Linked DNA regions of Sus scrofa: region 2 is linked to region 1. A link is a contact called in public targeted proximity ligation data. All regions are on one chromosome and are shown on one strand. The core of a region is the stretch at or near the end of the contact, and the rest is flanking DNA. Distances in the headings are between cores, read along the strand shown.

What was found.
Region 2: a targeted proximity ligation map of skeletal muscle shows a contact between it and region 1, with 2.4 times the contacts expected there. A contact is called at or near these places in 1 of 47 Hi-C or Micro-C datasets (liver) and 1 of 2 datasets of targeted methods (skeletal muscle).

The regions. Positions count from the first base shown.
Region 1 is chr3:37,690,857-37,697,458 of Sscrofa11.1, forward strand. NUDT16L1 (protein syndesmos) reads right to left here and starts at 3,797. Exons shown (of 4, transcript XR_002342434.1): 1 at 1,423-3,797; 2 at 1,017-1,347; 3 at 136-358. It overlaps MGRN1 (E3 ubiquitin-protein ligase MGRN1), which reads right to left. Exons shown (of 17, transcript XM_021086677.1): 17 at 3,947-5,312.
Region 2 is chr3:38,014,783-38,021,384 of Sscrofa11.1, forward strand. It overlaps GLIS2 (zinc finger protein GLIS2), which reads right to left and starts at 3,944. Exons shown (of 7, transcript XM_005662179.3): 1 at 3,724-3,944.

The DNA of each region.
Region 1 (6,602 bases), core at 2,547-5,046:
AGCAGAGGTGACAGATGCCCACTCCCCATGCAGTGAGCCTGGGGCTCAGAAACAGGCTGCAAGACAGACTCCCACACAAACTGAGGGCCCAGCCACAGAACTAGGGGAGGGTGACAGACAAGGCACAGGAGCAACCTCAGGAGGAAGATGGGAGCAGCTTCTCCAGGGCCTTCTTCTGCTTTTCCGTGGCTGCAGCCAAGGCCTCAGCCAGCTTTTCCTCCGGCATCATATTGAGCACCTTGAGGGCAAAGAGGAGCTGGTACTTGGCTGTGCTGATGAAAGCGTTGCTCAGGAAGTTGGGAAAGCCACCAACTCGGTCCTTCTGGGTGTACAGTGGGACACGCACAAGTCCCAGCACCTGCATGGAGAGGAGACCTGGTTTGGGACCAGGTCCCCATGTGGATGACATGGCCCTGGCAAGGGGCGCTCCTGAGCTGCTAGGCCAGGGGAAGGACAGCCAGGTTGCCAAGGACACAATGGGACACCCCGGCGGGGTCTGGTGAGGCGGAAGCCAGCCAGCTCCCTTGGAGCAGCACAGCGCCTCTCTTCCCCAAGCGAGCTTCAAGGCCACCCCATGCACATCAAGTCCCAGGCCCCATCCACTGGCAGGAAGCCCCTCGTCCACACCCCATGCTCCCTCTGTCACCTGGTAAATCCCAAACACCCAAGTGTCACTCCCAATCCTTCCAGACTATGACACCCACAAACAGAGCCTTCACTCCCCCACCGTGAGATCTTGGCCCTTGAACTCAGACCTACAAGATCCTCTTTTGGCTCTTCGGTTTCGCACCTCCCCGGCAGGCACCGCCCCTTCCCATCCTCCCACCGATCCCACTCCCCACTCCCAGGATTGGCAATGGCAGGCAGCAAGGCAGATGGAACACAGCCCCGAGGGAGCCCCAGCCCCGGCTCCCCTCCCAGCCCACCCCCGACCCGTGGTCCCTCTCCCCACCCCGGAGCTGGAGACAGCGACACCCTCCCAGCCCGGCCTGGGGACCCTCAGGGGGACGTGTTACCCATCGGTGCCTTCCGCGGGGCCAGAGCCAAACCCCGGGGCGGGGGGCGGGGCCCGGGCGGCGGCCCCACCTCCAGGCCGTGGTCGCGCGAGTGCACCGCGCTGATCTCCACGGCGTGCAGCTGCTCCAGCGTCAGCTGCCGCGCGTACAGGTGCGCCACGACGCGGTGCGGGCCCTCGGTCAGGTGTGAGCTTAAGTAGTCTGCCTCCGTGAGGCGCAGGCAGCCCAGGCCCAGGCCCAGCACCCGGTTCAGTCCGTCCTCCAATGACCAGAAGCGCCGGTCCACGAAGCCCCCGGGAAAGCCCAGCAGCCCGTCGAAACGCATCTGCATCTGCAAGGGAGCGTCAGGGTCACGGGCGCGAGTCCGAGTGGCGCCCGGTCCCCGCCCGCCTGCCCGCGTCCTCACCAGCACCGAGAAGCGCATAGGGATGCGGCCGAAGAGCTGCCCGGGGTTTGCAGCGTACAGCATGGCGTGGCACGAATGGCTCCAGCCCGGCCCAAGACGCATCGCCTCCACCCGGCTGATCTGCTTCAGCTCCGGGACTGCCACGGTCGACATCTTGGCACTACCCACCGCCGCCCAGACACCGCCCCTTAAGTGCATGCGCGGGCCCGCCCCGCCGCACCCAACCAATCCGCGGGAAGCCGCGCCCCTGGGCCCCGCTCCTCCGCCAATCGCTGACCCGCGCCGGGGCCGAGCCCATCGCGACGCTCAGAGGCGTCGTTGCGAAGCGGGAGGGGCGTGCGCAAAGGGGAAGGCGGTTCGCGCCCAGCTGTCACCCAACAGCCGCGCACCCCGAACCGGCACCGCCCACGATCCTAGAAAACCACAAGGCCCAAGATGCAACGCGACAACCGAGCCCGCACGAGCCGAGCGCAGATTCGGATTCGGGTTCCCAGACGCGCGGCGCCTGCGGGGTTGGGGCGCTACCTGCAGGCGGTGCAGCCTGTGGAGTCTGGACTCAAACTGCGCGTCTAGAAGAGGGCAGGGAAAGCCCTAGCAATTATACTGCCCTCCGCCTTCCCCCGCGCCTCTTCGGGAGCACAGCCGCGCCGGCTTCCCACCGTCAGCTCCAGGCCGGGTTGGCGCCTGTCCCTGGGCGTGCGGGCGCCCCCTGCCTGCCCCAGGGGGCTCAGCCGAGCCTTGCGGCCAGGAGGCACAATGCCAGCCCATGGTTCTGCTGCCGGTTAAACACAGCCTGGCAGAGTCCAGCTACCCCCCGAGTCCAGCCCAGCCCTGAACTGGGGGTGGGCGGTGAGGAACTCGGGGACTTCCTGAATCCAGCCTGCTGGGGCAGAAGTGATTTAGATTCCGGGCAGGGAGCTTCCCAGCGCAGCGCCCAAATACCCGTGTCAGGGGCCATATAGGCCAGGTACTCCCCCCTTTAGGAACCTGGGGCTCAGATGAACGGGACTTGCCTGAGGGCACCCAGCAGTTTGTGAGAGCCAGGATCCTACCCTCGAATTCCACCTCTCCTACCCAGTGTCCGCGCAGAAAACCGTGCAGCTTCTGGGGACGAGGGCCTGAGTCACTTACCAGCGTCTGTACCGGAGAAGGCAGGCACTACGGCTCCGGAGCATCAGAAACAGCAGCTGCGGCAGAGCAGCAGGCTCCCCCGGGTTCTGTGGTGCTACTCACTCCATCAGGTAGCCCAAGCTCCATTTTCCCCCCGCGTGGTCCTCTGCCAGGGTTGGGGCTGCCGCAGCAGGGAGGCAGCCGCAGCTGGCAGTGGGAGGCCAGACTCTAGGGAGACTAAAGGTGTTTGAAGGGAAGGACCCAGGCATTAATAAATAAAGGTGTTTGAAGGCTCGCCTCAGGCATTAATAAAGGAGGTGGGCCCGTGGTGGGAGACCCAGTGCAGCCAATGCAAAAACCTGTGTGACTGAAAGGCCTTTTCCACACCGAGACCGTGGCAGACCGGGGACCCCCGAGGTTGGCAGGCCTTCCCTGGGGCAGGGCCAGGCCAGCTAGGAAGGCTGGCTCCACCCTTGAGTGCCTGAGTCAGAGGGCACTGCTGGCTGGCCGTGGTTCGGGCAGTGCTGCAGTGGGCGTGCTGGGGCACCAGCCTCTCCCCATGCAGAGGCTGCTTGCTGGTCAGGGGAGCTCAGGCTGAGCAGAGGGCCCCAGCTGGGCTCCAGCGTCCTGGCAGCCAAACCTGCCCTCCAATCCATTTCCCCCGAGGACAGCTGGAGAAAGTCGCTCCCTTGCTTAGCAGCCTCCAATTGCTCCTAGGGCAAAACTGGGCCCCCACAAAGTGTCTGCACCCCACACCCCAGCTCTGACACTTCAGCCACTCCGTGGACACAGTAGACCCACTCCTGCCTTTGCACTTGCTGAGCCAGCTGCCTGGGGTGCTCTTCCAGGCCCAGCTCCTTGGCATCCTTTAGGGCTCAGCTGAAACGTATCACAGAAGCCCTCCCCAAACACAGGCTAAATCAGCACCACCTCGTTAGCCACCGACCCCCTTCCTAACTGTAATCACATGTGGTTAGACCTGAATCACTTGCGTAGCATCTCACTGACTAGAACGCAGGCTCCCAGGGGCCTGGCGCCTTCTGCTTTCTGCTGGCACAGCAGGCACTCAGTTCACGGCGGCAAGAGGAACTAGCGACGGCTACGGCCAAAGCAATTGCATAGCTGGAGGCCTGGGCTCTTCCACCTGCTCAGGAAACAGAGCCAAGTCCCAAGGGTCCCTCCCCTTTGCTCCAACCCGACAATCAGCATAATGCCGACCCCAAGAATAACAAGCAGCAGCACTCACGCCCTCCCGGAAGTCCTATGTCACATCACACATGAGGGAACAGTGGCTGCAGCCACAAGCAGGCACTTGCGCTGCTCTGAGTGTGTCAGAGCTGCCACTCAGCTGTCCTGCCTCCCGAGAAACAACCCAGTCCTGTGGAGCTGTGCATGGAGGGAAAAGCGAATAGGATATTGCTGCATGATTTTATTACTATAAATATACAGTAAAAACGAACAAAAACTAGCCAATCAGAGTACATCAAATGGTAGCACGTGTTAAGTCCAAGACAGGCCAGTCTGCACCCCGCCCTTCAGTTACTGGCCCCAAAACCAATGGTGAGAGGCGGGGGGTGTTGGCCAGTGAGAGGAGAGGGGTGAGGAGAGGGAGACGGTCATGTGCGTGTGTGGCATCTGTGCACCCACGAGCACACGGCGGGCAGGACGGGAGGCAGGGCGCCTGCAGTGTGGCCTCTGTTCATAGGCTCAACTGGAGAGAGAAGGAGGCGCCCATTCCGAGCACCCCACTCATCAGAGCCTCAGGCTGTGTGGTCGGCTGCCCAGCACCATCCTTCCCACCTGCTAGGAAAGCGCTGGCACGGGGAGTGCAGACCCGCCGCCGCCAGGCTAAGGTCCCACTGGGGCAGCTCTCATCCAGAGGCACCAGGGCCAAGCACGCTGTCTGCCTTTCTGTTGCCCGCAAGTTTGTCTTTAAGAGAAGGCGAGGTCACCTCACATGGGGCCCTCGTCCCCAGGGACATCCCGCCACAGGAGCCCCAGACGGGAACAAATCAAAGCAAATTCTCAGTGCCATCTACGGCAGAGGGAGCAGAGAAGCCACCAGCGCCTTCCAGAGCAGGTGATGGCGTGCCGCTCGCCGAGCAGAGCCCCGGCCCAGAGGGTCTGGTGCCGTGGGCAAAGCTGCCGCTGGGAAGGGCTCTCAGGCACCACACCGCCCATGCCCAGACCCAAACCTGGCCGAGCCTCGCCAAGCTGTGCAGGGGGAGGGCAGGGGCAGTCTCCTTCCCGGCCTGAGACTCAGACCCCACCTCCTCTCCTTCCAGGGGCCCCGCGCGTCCCCGTGAAGGCAGCACCTCACCGCCCAGGAACTCCTCTTCTCCAGCGTGTCCCTCAGTTCCCGGGCATCGGCCGCCACGGCTCGGGGGCTGGGTGAGGCTGCACACGGGTGCCCGGCCCCGGGGCATTGGGAAGGACCCAGAGCTCAGCGCCCGGGACAGAAAGCCACTGTCCTTCATCTTGTACCATTTACAAATACATGGACTGTAGAAAAAGGGTCGTCAGAGGGGACAGTCAACTGTGCTCTTCGGTCAAGGGTCACACAGCTCCTCGCAGCCAGTGACCACGCAGAACTTGCAGACTGGAGAGGCCAGGGGTTGCGCTGGAGTCCACGGCCCTCGGCCAAGTCCGGGGAGCCAGGCCAGGCTCTCAGAGTGGGGTCAGCTCGGCGGCCCCAGGGTCAGGACTGGGGCCACCAAGTGGAGGCCGGGGGGGCCCGGTGGTGTGCAGGCTGCGGGGCGTCTCCATGGAGGTGGACCATCCTGCGGGCAGGGGGACAGGGAGGGGGGTCACGCTGGGCCGAACTGTCCTGACACCCCGCTCCCCTGACCCGCTGGGCTCGGGCTTCTCTCCGGCTGACCCTGTGTCCGTGGCTGGGCACCCAGAGGGCCCCGGGGGGCTGTCTGTCGCAGCAAAGAGCCGCAGCCCTGCATCAGAAGACAATGGGGTGCCTGGGGCAGCCACCCTGGGTCCCCCACCCGGCCCTCTCTGTGCTTCCCCGGCTCTTGGGGGCCGCTGTCCCGCAGTGCCTTCCCGCTGGGCTCGGCTGGGGCTCAGCTGACCCAGGTGGAGGGAACAGTGGGGTCTGAGTGCCCAGCAGGGCCCAGCGCAGCCCCAGCTGGCCTGGCTCAGGGGCCTCTGCTGTCCCCGCCCCCCAGCTGCTTCCAGGACCCTGCGAGGGGCTCAGGCCCCCGGAGTGCTTGTGCGACAGGAACAGCACAGCTCACAGGGCCCGCTGACCCGGGCTCTGGGGCGGCTTCAAATGGCGAACAAAGGAGCCCTCGCGGCCTGGGACAGACCCTCAGTGACTTGGGGAAGGGACTGCTTTCTTAGAGGCTGTGGCTGCACGTGGGAAGCCAGCTCTGCCAGGGGAACAGCGCCCTGGGCGGCTGCGTGTGACCCGCTTCCTACCTCCAGGATCTTTACTAAGTGACACCACCATGAGGCTGGGGCCACCTGCATGCATGTGTCAGGTCCTATTTCAACAGGGGGTCAGACCAGTCCGAGAAGCGTTGAAGGAAGACGGGAACGGACAGAGCGGGTCGCAGGGAGGGCAGACGCGGGCCTGGCTCGGGCAGCGGACAGGACACCGGAAACCTCCACCCCCAGGTCCTCCACCCCCCTGCGTCCCAGCAGGGCGGGGGTCCGCAGGCGCCTGCCTGTTGTGGGGGCACCCTGGGGATCTGCCTTCTGTACAGCCGCCCGGGGAGAAGGCGCCTCCTTGGAGGGGGCAAGACAATCTCACGGGGCCCCGCACCGGCCGCCCTCAGAGTGCGCCGGGAGGTTCCCCGGCGGGTGGGGGGACAAGTCGGACGTCAGCCGCGGCCTGCCCGGGCCACCGGGTCCAGACGGGAAGGCCTCCGGCTCGGGAAGCCAGAGGCAGGCCCCTGGACTCAGAAGCCCGGGCCCGGAGAAGACACAGATGTGGAAGACCCCAGACGGGCAGAAGCCCCCGGACGGGAAGGACCCCTGGCGGGGCAGGAGAGGAGGGCAACGGGGTCCTCTCTCGGGCTCCCCGCCAAGGCCGCGTGCAGAGCCCCCCGCCCCGCGTG
Region 2 (6,602 bases), core at 2,694-5,193, 320 kb after region 1:
TGCTTCTTCCTTTGTCAAATAGGGATTGATGAGACTCTCTTACAGGCTCTTCCAGTGACAGTCACTGGAAGGTACCCTGTTGGTTTTCTCAGGGACCCCCTGACTGCCTCACCTAGGCGGGCATTTTCATGGTTGCAGGGACAGCAGGGGTTTACATGGCTAAGCTCGGGCCTGGAAAGAAATGTGGGTCTACTCCAGACTTGGCCCCTGCAGAAGACACCCCCCGGTCCCCACCCCACAGCAAGTCCTTTCCTCTGCAGGGGTCAGGGTCACCCCAACACTGGCTGATCAGCAAAGCACTAGACGTCCTGGTTGGAGTGTCAGTCCCTGCCCCCCAGGGTGGGGCTGAAGCAGCCACCTTGGAATCCAAGGGGACAGATATGTCCCAAGGGCCTTGCAAAAGCTCTGGTTGCACACCCAGGGCTGGCAGCAGGCTGGGGCAAGGCTGGATATCCCCTCCCTGCCTGGCCCTGGCACCCTCAGAAAGGTGAACCCCCAGACTCTTGTCTAGGACCCTTTCCCAGGCCCTGGGAGGGAGTGCAGTGTGGGTTGGGGGGAGATCCCCATTTTTGGCTGGCCCCAGAGACCCCCTCACCAGCCAGGGATGCCCCATCTCTGAGAAGGGTGTGTATCTAGGTGAAGGGGGGACCACCCAGGACCTTGTGGGGGTCACCCCTCAGTCATCTGCGTGAAATGTAAAATGACAAGAACCCTGGATCGAGAGACGCTTCTCCAGAGCCTGGAAAAGAGCAGAGCACCCCCACCGCCCCACTCCACCCAGCTCGGGGCCCCGCCACGGCAGCCCACATTTGAGGGGCCTCTTCGGCTGCCCTGGGGCACGGAAACCTGGGGGGGAACCCTGCACAGAGGACAGAGCCCGGAGCTGCCACCGCCGCCCCCCCCCCCCCGGGCCTCTCAGCGCCAGAGGCCCCACCCCAAATGCCTCCCAAAGAGCTCAGCTGCACACCCCAGTCCCACATCTGGTCCCCCGGCCACAGCTGTCGCCACCCTCCCTCATCCTGGGATTGCCCCAAACGCTGCCCCGCCCCCTCGCCCAAGTGGGAAATTCGGATTCCAGGCGAATGAGGGTAGATGGAAATGCACAGGGGTGGAGGTTGTCAGGAGAACCTTCCTCCTTCTGTACCGAAGCCCGGCCCCAGAGGGGTAGGTGGCAGACGACACTCCCACTGCCTGGACCGCCCGAGGCCAGGCCAGGAAAAGAGGGGAGAAGGGAGCGGCGGGAGGGGGAGCTGCACGGTGGAGCCAGGGGTCCAGGCCCTCCGACAAGCCCAGGGAGGGGCCCTGGCAGAGCCCTGTCTTCCCCTGGGACCAGGTGGCCCCATCAGCCCTGTCGCGTCTGCGGGCACTCCCAGCAAGGAGGGGAGCCCAGGCAGAAGGCATCGCTGGGGCTGCCCCATTTGCAGCTGGGCTTTTCAGAAACAACAAAAGCTTTGGGGGGACGCAGTTCACACGATTGTTTAAAATGAGGTTTCTGGATGTCTGTGGCATCCAGTTATTCATACTGGCTCCACCCACGGATAATTGAGAGTTGGCTTTTGTTGGCCTCAACCCCCTCTCAGCACCCCACCCCCCCCCCCGCCTGTCTTCCGTGGACTCCCATGGACTCTGCAGTTCAGGAAGCTCCCCAAGTCTGACCCCTTGGTTTCACAGAGGAGGAAACTGAGATCCAGAAAGGGGAGGCGCCTGGCCCAAGGACCCTTGGGAGTTGGTGGTGCAGCCAGAAGTTGAATCCAGGACATCAGACTCCCAGGCCAGGGGCTTTTCCCACTCACCCTCCAAGCCATGGCCCAGCTCCAGCGAATCCCCCAAAGCCACTGACCCCAAAAGCAGTGGTGCCTGGAAGTGGGGTGACTCACTGTCTGGCTTTCTGGGGCACCTCCTCCCCATCAGTGAGGGAGGGACTGGCAGGTGTCCCTGGGTGGAGAGCCAGGAGCAGGGAGAGGCCCCCCCAGGGTCCTGTACCAGGGTCACTCAGGGGCCAAAGAGCCCCAGCTGGAGGGATTTAACATCAAAGGTCAAAGGTCACAGACAGGGAAGGGCGGGCTGGCCTGGGGGTCAGAGGGTCACCGCTAATGGCAGCTCCGGAAAGGAGGGGGAGGGCAAGGGGCTAGAAGGAAAACAGGGCTGCTTCCACAGGGTCCTCAGCCCCTATAAAAGGTGCCCAAACCCCTGGCACTGCCTCCTGCTTGCCTGGCTGCAGACAGGGCCAAGCCAGGCTGGCCCGTGAAATGGGCTGGGCTAGAGCACAGAAAGGGGTGTCCTGGGAGGGGCCCCCAGGTGCAGCCCCTCGCCCGGTGCCGGCCAGGGCCGGCTGGGAGGCCCAGGCTGGGCCCAGAGGGGAGAAGGAGGAGCAGAGGGGAGGCTCCTGTGAGCTGGGCTGGAACAGCTGTGGCACCATGGCACTGGTGCGGGGATTGGGGAGGGCTGGACGGGTGGGCACAGCGAAGGGGCCAGTTTCCCTTTCCCTGAGCCTGGGAGCTGAGGAAGGCTCTGCAGAGCAGACTGTCTCCCTGTCTTCCGCAGCTGCTGGCTAAGCCTCACCTTCCCTCCAGGATGCCACGACCAGGCATGTAGGTCCTTCAGATGGCCGCCTGCAAGGACCACAGCTGAGGCCCTGAACCTGGCCCAGGCCAAGAACCACGGGAGCCCAGGCCTTGGCCAGGTCCCCAGCTGGCCTGGCTGCCCCCTCAGTGTCAAGCGTTCCCTTCAGAGCCAAGATCCTGGGCTGTGATGGCTGGGGGCCCAGGGCTCCTCCCAGGATCCCTTCCCGCTTCCCAGGCCCCAAGGCAGGGCTGGGCAGCTCCTTGCAACCATCACTGCCCAGGGTGGCCGGCCAGGCGGGCCCTCCTGGACAGGCAGAAAAGCGGCATGCTGCCCTGCTGTGGCCTGAGTACCCGGCTGGCCAGGGCAGTGTGCCAGGACCTCCAGGTGCCAGCCTGGATTCCAGCTCCATCCCAGGGGGCCTGCGGGGAAGCAGGCGCAGGCATCTCCTCCTCCGGGATGCACCTGCCTTGCCCCCTCCTCCCGCTCCCTCCAGACCCTCCCTCAGGCGGGTTGGCCAACCCTGCCTTCACCACTCGGCCCGGCCCTTCTGCTAGCACCCAGACAGCAGGGGAGGAACAAGTGCTGGACAGGACGCCGGCTCCTGGCCCTGGCCCCCAGAGGCCTCCCTTCCCCTGGCCCCAGGAAGGCCGCCGCTAACCAGGGGCAGCAGGAGAAGACTTTCCTGGACCAGGGAGGAGACACCTTTCCACCCTCTTCCTAGAAACAGCCGCCGTGGGAAGAGGTGGCTGCCCGGCTGCCCCAGACAACTTCGTGCCCAGGCTCCCGGGGTGGGAGGGCCTCTCGCCCCGCAGCGCGCCCAGACCACGGCCGCCCAACTTCCCCGCCGAAGTTTGCTCCGGCCCGGGGCCCGGCCGCGGCTCAGCCGGCCTCCGGACGGAGGGAGGGAAGGAGGGAGGAGAAAGACAGAGAAACGGAGGGACGGGGCCGGGGAGCCGGCGAGGGAGGGAGCGCGCGAGCCAGCGAGCGAGGGAGCGAGCGCAGGGGCCCGGGCGAGGGCTCACAATGGCCCGCGGTGAGGCGCGGACGCGGGAGGCGGAGGCGACCCTCCGGTCCTGCAGCCCCCGAGCGACAGGCCAGCCCCCCCCCGCCCCGCCGACGATCCCCGTCCCCACGGCGCGACACCCGGGGGCTTCCTACCTCGGCGGCGGGGGCGGTTGGGCTCCCGGCTCCGGGCTCCGGCGGTCTGGGGGCGGCGGGGGAGCGAGCGGGGGAAGGGGCCGGGCGGGCGGGGGCCAGGGCGCGAGGCTCACCGGGCGCGGGCTCCCCTGGCACGGCCGCCCGGCGCCCGGCCGCTCCGCCACATCTGCAGCTCGGGCAGGGAAGGTGGCCGCGGCAGCCGGGCCGTGCGGGGATGTCTTAGAGAGGGAGGGAGGAGGGAGGAGGGAGGCGGCGGGAGGAGGGACCGGCGGCCCGCGGAGGAGGGGGGAGGAGGAGGGGCGCGGGGGGCGGCCTCCCTCCCGCCTCCCTCCCCCGCTGCTTCCCTCCCTCCCGCCCTCCCAGCAAACCCCTCTCGCCGCCGCGGCCCCAGGCCCGGGGCGCCAGCTGCCAGGCGGGGTGTGCGCGTCGGGGGAGGGGGCAGCCGGGAGCCGGCGCTGGGCCGGGGGAGGGGAGGAAGGGAGGGTGGCGCGGCCAGGGGAGCGGGCACCGGGAGGGAGGGGCGCCCGGCCGCGGCCGAACTGCTCGAGTCCTCCTCGGCCCCATCCTCGGGTGTCGCCCCCCCGCCCCCGCGCGGCCCCGCCCCCGGCCCGAGGGCAGCGCTAGGACACGGCCTAGGAGGTGGCCTGGGGGTGGCGGTGGGGCGGGACGTCCCGCCCTCGGGGAAGCCCGGAGAGGGGCGGCGCGCGGAGGAGGACCGGAGGGAGGGCGTGCGGGCCCAGAGGAAAAGCCCCGGAGACCGGGGAGATGGAGGAGGTCGCGGCGGCAGAGGGGGCGGAGGCCCCTCGCCTCCCTCCCGCGGGGTCACCTTGGCCAGGCCCCCCGCGGCCCCGGGCGGCGGGGAGGAGGCAGGAATGTCTCTCTGCAGGCCCTGATTTCTCCGCCCAGCCCAGTTCCAGGAACGCGCGGGCAGCGCCCGGCGGGCAGAAGCCCCCGGCTCCGGATTTGGGGAGGCGCAAGCCAGGGTTCGAGGCCAGCCTCAGCCCCTCCTTCCCGTCCGACGTCGGGCTGTTGCCCGCCTTGCCCTCCGCCTCAGTTTCCTTCCCGGGGAATGAGGAGGAGGCCCCGCCCCAGTCTGAGGCCCCGCCATTCGGACGGCCTACATCGTCACCCCGAGAGCGGCGGGGGTCCTTGATCGCGCCGGGACTGACCCTCCGGTGCTGGCGATTAGGAAGTGGAATGAGCGGATACACGCGAGTGAGAAAGGCCAGCACCCGCACCGGACGAAGGTGATTTCTACCTACTGAGGCTGAACCCCAGACTAACGACCTTGAGTGTGTTTTTGTTTGGGCCAACCCGGAGCCCCCGCCCTCTCATCTTCTTGCCGCTCTGCTGTCTGGTGGCAAATCTTGGTTCAAAAACAGCCCTCCTGCTGTTAGGCAACTTTGCCGCCTCCCAGTTGGCCTCGAGGAGTCCAGGAGACAAAAAGCATCCTCTGTAGGTGAGACATAGGACTGCGGGTGTAATTCTGCCTTCAGTCATGTTGTTGATGATGCCCGTCCCCCGCCAGAGCCTGAAGCACCTGGGTCTTGATCACACTGCAGCCTCAGTGCCTGGCACAGAGCTTTTGGCACACAGTAGGTGCTCCTGCAGTACATACTTTGCGAATGGACACAGAGTAGGTGCTCAGTACATCTCAAGGCACATATGCATAGTAGTGCTCATGACTGCTGCTTGAATGAACACATACTAGGTGCTCATGAGCTGTTACATGGACACAGTAGATGCTAGTTAATTTGCGGGCAAATGGATACATAGGGGAGTTGTATGAATGGACACTTACTAGGTACTCATGACTGTTGCCTGAATAGATAGAGCAGGTGCTCCTGAGCTGTTGGGTGATACATGAAAGGCCAGTAGTCCTGAAAGGCAGCTATTTGGAGGTGACCTTCCCTGCCCTCACCGCACCCTAGTTTCCCTCCTGTGGATAATGTGGAGTGAGGCCGGGTTAAACATTAGCCGGCAGATGGTCCATGGGGGGAAGGCCAGCCATGGGACCTAGCACCTTCTAGGAGGGGGCTCTTAAGGGCCGACTCTCTGGGTCCCAACACCAGCCAGGGTGTGGGGAGAGGCAGAGGCTGAGGGCTGCAGAGCGCCCCCTTCCGGCGTCTGGGATTGCAGTGATTCAGCTTCCATTGCCACCCAGCAGCCTGTGGCCTCACTTGGTCCCACCTTGGAGTCACCTGACTCCGGCCCAGGGGGAATACAGGTGTATGGAAAAAAGGTACACAAGGGGCTAGTTTTATATGCTTATGGGGAGTTCCCGTCGTGGCTCAGCGAGCTGTGACGAAGGCCAGCAGCTACAGCTCTGTTTCTCTGATTTGACCCCTATCCTGGAAATCTCCATACGCTGCCTGCCGGTGCGTCCTCGAAAAAGACCAAAAAAAAAAAAGAAAATGCTGACGGGAGTTCCCGTTGTGGCTCAGCGGAAATGAATCTGACTAGCATCCAAAATGCTTATGGAATGCACACAGGATGCCAAGCACTGCGGTGGTGGCGACAGAGATGAAGCCCCTGCGAGTCAGTGGGGGCAGATCGAACTAGCCAGTCTTGTCCGTATGGGTCTTACCACTGATTCAAGTGAAATCCAAAGGCGTCTGCACCACGAGGGGACCCAACGGTAAGAAACCTTAACCTGCGAGGACTTTTCTCATTTGTTGTTCCGCTTACATTTGTTTTCATGGACAAGCACGTTGCTCCCAGTGAGAACTCTGACTTGGGATTCCCACATTTGGATGGTAAATAGTAGTATCTCCTTTCTTTTTTCGTTTTGTTTTTTGTTTTTTGGGGTTTTTTGCTTTTTTGCTTTTCAGGGCTGCACCTGTGGCATATGGAGGTTCCCAGTCTAGGGGTCAAATCGG